Regions from separate parts of the Danio rerio genome. Here region 1 is linked to region 2. Evidence: chromatin contacts called from public Hi-C data. All regions are on one chromosome and are shown on one strand. The core of a region is the stretch at or near the end of the contact, and the rest is flanking DNA. Distances in the headings are between cores, read along the strand shown.

Region 1 (2,700 bases), core at 23-2,522, 300 kb before region 2:
CTTGAATTCTGAACAGAAACTAAACAATGGCCTTTTCTTTGGACGCTCCATCTAATATGTGATCAAATAAATTTGAAAAATACGACTCCAACCTTATCACTCATTTTCCGCTCTAATCCCATCAATTCTGCATTATCTACCATAAGGTTTTCTGCACAACAACGTCCGCGTCCACGCGAGAACAGCGCGCCTCGAGCATGCAGCGAGGCTATTCTCTCGCGAGACATTTCACCGTTGCCTAAATTAGCCAAACCGACCAAAATAAAAAGATATAACAAAAAACTGTTATTTTGCAGATTATAGCGCAAATATATAGTCATTCAGAACAAAATATGCACAATAACCAACAAACCAAAAGACAAAAGGCTAGCTAGCGCGGGCGTTTCGACTAACTTAGCTTAACTAGCATAACGTTACACTGAAAACAAACAAATAAATAAAAAATAAAACTCAAAACCGTAAACTCAATCTTTAAAAAAAGCTCAGAGCTAGTACAGAAACTAAACTCAAATCCAAAGGATTAGCACGTCGGCTACATACACAATAGCTCCCGGTTAGCCATTAGCCACCTATGCTAAACGATGATCTCACCGGCTTCAATGCGCACGTGAATTCGATCCTCCCGCGTCCAGAAAACCGCTTTTTACACCAAAAAACTCACCCTCTAATGGATGAGATTAAAGCTCACCGTCTTCAACGTCGATTTTGTCAATGATATCGTCTTCTTCATCATCTTCATCGTCTAAGGCTTTGTCTATTTCCTCCCCGGCGTCGTCGTCCTCCTCCTCCTCCTCCTCCTCTCCCATTTCGTCGTCCTGACCGGCGGCTTCATCTCCTTCCCCATTCTGCTCCTCGGCCTCCATGTTTTCCCCCTCCGGCTCTTCTTCACCCGTACCTTCTTGTTCGGCTGCAACGCCGTTTCCATCGGCATCGTTTCCTACCTTACTACCTTCTGTAGTCCCTGGCGCGGTCGTTTCTTCCTCTTGGGCCTGGGCCTCTGCGTCGAGCGCGGCCTGCAGACGCTCCATGAGCTCGGCCTTCAACCCCTTGTCAGAGAGCTGCCGCTTCTTTAGCTCGTCCTTCAGCTCGTTCACCTTAAGCTTTTTCACGTTGATTTCACTCATCTTGTCGATTTAGCGTAGATGGTCTAATAAAAACAGAGAGACTCGGTTGTTTGAATATAGCAATGCAGGGGAGCCGACGGCCGCTTCGCTTCTGTGAGTTGCACACAGCCGCGGTGATTCTGCGTCTGTCCACCGGCAAAACAATTCAATGGCGCCTTAGGTACTCAGACCCCTCCCAAATCTACTGTGCCGAGGAAACATGGGCGTGTCCAGCACAAATGATCCTCCTCGACTTTTAAACATGCCCCCATTTTGGTAGATGAATTCGGGTGTTTATTATTCTTTTTTATTTATTTATTTATTTATTTATTTATTTATTTATTTATTTATTTATTCATTTAAACGGGAATACAGAGTTATACATAAAAAAGTACACAAAGGAATTAACAAAAAATTCAATACGTTTAATTCAAGCATATTAATCATGTACATTTAAGTATTTTCTTCAGCAGTTGAGTGAATTTGGGGGGATAAGCAGGAATTTTAAAATGCTTTAAAGCTGAATAATTAAGCTTTCCATTAATGTACTTTGTTAGGATAGGACAATTTTCTCCCCATGTCTGTGTGGGCTTCCTCCTAGTGCTCTGGTTTCCCCAAAAAGTCCGAACACATTTGGTATAGATGAATTAGATAAGCTAAATTGTCCATAGTGAATGTGTGCGAATGAAATTGCATTGATGTTTCCCAGTGATGGGTTACAGCTGAAAGGGCATCCGCTGCGTAAAATATGCTGGATAAGCTGGTGGTTCATTCTGCTGTGGTGACCCAAGATGATATATTTTGTTATATTTACAGTAAATGTTCAAGTAAATAAATAAATGAAATATGATCTTTAAATTGTAATGATATTTGGTATAAAAGAAAAAAAATTTTTTTTTTTTTCAAACAAGCCTATTTTTTGGTTATAGGCAAAATATACCAATAAACCAAATGCGATTTGTGAATTTATTATCATTTATGAATTGTATTATTAAGCAAAAGCCTAATACATTGAATATACGATCACTGAAAAAAATACATTACCCTGGCTCTGTTCACAATCACTCAAAAATATTTGCAAATCGAGCTTTTACTTTCTCAATACATTTTACAGCGTTCATATCATTGTCTTGCAATGTTTAAATACCTCCTACCTGCTTAACAAGATTTTTTTTTTAGCCAAGAATGACTTACAGGAAATCTTTGTTGACAACAGCAAAATTCATTCATTCATTCATTCATTCATTTTCGGCTTAGTCCCTTTATTCATCAAGGGACGCCACAAAGGAATGAACCGCCAACTTATTCAGCATGTGTTTTACGCAGCGGATGCCCTTTCAGCTGCAACCCAGTACTGGGAAACACCCATACACACTCATTCACATACATACACTATGGCCAATTTAACTTATTCAATTCACTTATAGCGCATGTCTTTGGACTGTGGATGAAACTGGAGCACCTGGAGGAAACCCATGTGCAGGGGCAGATTTAACCAATAAGCAAGGAAAGCAGCCACTTAGGGCCCCAGGAAATCTGAGGGCCCCCAAATAAATACCTAGAAGTATAAATGATACTATAAATTATAACATCGTTT
Region 2 (2,834 bases), core at 251-2,750:
AATCAACCAACAAGCCAGTAAACAAAATAATAATAATCAGGAAAAACGATGTGTTGTTTCACCGATGTAAGCTAAACCACGAATTTCTGAACACAGAATTTACCATTAAATTATCAATGAAGTCCTAGTTCTGTTCATTTTAATGCACTGAAACATAACTATTCGATTTTACGATATGCTGGCATTGAACAAATGAAGGTTCCGAGAAGGGGCGGGGATATAGATAGACTTCTATTGCAGAGGGACGTGTTTTACATTTACATATTGAATACTTTGTCTCCGACTGGTTTAAATTTGGACTTTGATTTGATTTCTGTCCTGTTGAGATTTGGTCACAGACGCTCAAGCATGCTTGATGTATAAGGACCAGTAGGGTTCATTCGTACATGTCACATGACACATTGTGGCTTCCACAAGAACCAACGCTTTCCAGTGTTAATCAAGCAAGGTTGCTTCTGTTTATGGTAAGATATTTATGTGTTCAAATTTGTTCCTTGAAAAAAAAAACAATTGTGTTTTTAGAATACTTGAATTAAACGGCTTAATTCATGTGGACTGTTTTATTTACTATCTTTATGACAAGTTTTATGTTAATATACTTTCAAACCAGTATCTCAGTATCTCATCTTTTGCATCTAAAACAACATAATGGTGACAATTTAATTGTGAGATCAACTAACTAAGGGATAGCTCACCGAAAACTGAAATTTTCATCATCATTTACTCACCCTTTATTGTCTCAAACCTGTTTAAGTTTCTTTTCTTCTGTTGAACATAAATCAACTTATTTATAAAATTGTGAAAACATGTAATTGACTTACATGGTATTTATTGTTTTCCTACGAGTAAAGGATCATAGGTTTCAAACATTTTTCTAAATATCTCCTTTTGTTTGCCAGAAAAAGTAAACCAAAAACCGTTTGGAACCCCTTGAGGGAGAGTACATCAGTACATGTTCATTTTATGGGTGAACTACCCCTTCAATTTCGGTACAATATAAAATGCGTGTAGTTATGATGTTATTACGCGTGGAAATATACTTGCAAATTATAATAGCATGACCTGATCATACATGTGCACATGGTGTAGTAGTGAAGGGGAACAAACTAGACATACTTTGCTGCTCGCTTTTCATTTCGTCGTCGCAGGTCGTTGAGGTTTACAATGAGCCTGGATTTGTTTTCGCTGATCATCTGCCGTACTTTGCTCTGGTAGATGCCCTGGTCTTGCTGGAAAAGAGTAAAAACGCAAGAATAAAGTTGTAAACAGGCAAAATATGCTTTAAAAATTCTACGAAAAATGTTACGTGGGTGTGGGCCTTTGTTCCTATAAGGCACCTTTACTACAGCAATTCAACCTCTAATAAACATATAATAACTTATTTATGCTTACGTCGTCGTCAAGAAAATCCAAGTAATCCCTCTGAGCCTCCCTCATTTCCTGATCGTCCACAACTTCAGCAGCCATTTTTGCTACAGATCTTTTTAAAGTATGAAGAAAAGTTCAGTGCAGAACACCTCGTGTCTGTCGCAGCACTGTTGTGTGCCTTTTCGCGCCACCAGACTTCTCTCGCAGTTAAAACTGAGCACTGATTGGCCAACACACCAGTGACTCAGTAACATATTCTGCCTCTTGGGTTGCGGCGTCCAATCAAATCCTCGGAAGGAAGATTTTTCCCAACCCACTCGAGTATTTCGCGCGAAAAGTGAGGCGGTTTTGCGCATGCGCGCACAGCCAGAGATGCAGCAGATCTGAGAGCTAATGGATGCAGACATTTTTTGTCCTTTGCCTGTAAATTCGTTTATTAATTCTCAAATCAAGAATTTTACTTCCCTATGATATACAGAATGAGAGAACAAACTTTGTTTGCTACAATTAATGATACTGAATATAATTAAAGTACAAGATAGGCTTGATTTCTTTTTATCGCTTATGACCAATATAGGGCTTATTCATTCACAATTAAAATACGGGCCTATTGCAGAATATGGATGTTTGACTGCAGGTGAAGAACTTGTCCTATCTCCGTACCAAATGGTTTAAAACGTAATGATAGCTTCAGTCACCATTCGCTTTCACTGAATAAAGAAAATGTAATGATAGTGATGACTGAAAAATTGTAAGCCTAACAAAATGTTTTCTTTACCTTTTCAGCACTTTTATTGAATACATTTCCTGATCATGTCGATATTTTTGCGTTTAAGAACAAGTAATTGTATTATACAAAGAGTAGATGTATCTGCTTTACCGCCATCTCGTGGTTGATCTCTCTTTATCTCTCTCAACTAGTTTTTCTCAGTGGCTTTGGTGCATTTTTCACAACATTATTTACATTTGCACAACAGTTAATGCATTTCTCAAAACAATTAGTGCAAACTGCAAGATCTAGTTGATAACCTGCAAAAGCGTGTCACTTGCTCAAAACGTATAGGTCATTCCTCAAAAGCAAGTATTCTATTCATATCAATGAAAGTGTGAGTGTCATCGAAATGAAAAGTCCTGACACCATTATTTATGAACAAGATGGCTTTGTCATGTTTTAATTATGACAGTTTACTCGTGTAAAATAACTACTGTAAATTTCGAAATCACTGCATTTAGTAAGGTATCCAAGTACAAGACACTGAATATGTATGTTTCACATTTTTACTGCATTTGCTCTTTGTAATTCTAATTTATTCACAGCATTGTTAGAAATAATAAATACACCCTTATTTACAACAAACAAACTCCCTTTGGAGATGTGAACAACTGTCAATAAAATTACAGTACATATTGGAACTGAACCTACAACATACAGGTCTGTAAATCGTTCATGAAATTGTTCAATTTAG

What was found. A called contact is a pair of places that touch in the nucleus more often than the background predicts.
Region 1: a Hi-C map of hematopoietic stem cells shows a contact between it and region 2, with 2.4 times the contacts expected there. The contact joins the promoter of hnrnpub here to the promoter of mcm3 in region 2. A contact is called at or near these places in 1 of 18 Hi-C or Micro-C datasets (hematopoietic stem cells) and 1 of 4 datasets of contacts at active chromatin or transcription factors (embryo).

What each region holds. Positions count from the first base shown.
Region 1 is chr20:38,348,065-38,350,764 of GRCz12tu, reverse strand. hnrnpub (heterogeneous nuclear ribonucleoprotein Ub) reads right to left here and starts at 1,272. Exons shown (of 13, transcript NM_001033595.2): 1 at 689-1,272. The coding sequence starts at 1,124.
Region 2 is chr20:38,049,460-38,052,293 of GRCz12tu, reverse strand. mcm3 (minichromosome maintenance complex component 3) reads right to left here and starts at 1,500. Exons shown (of 17, transcript NM_212567.2): 1 at 1,393-1,500; 2 at 1,117-1,229. The coding sequence starts at 1,467.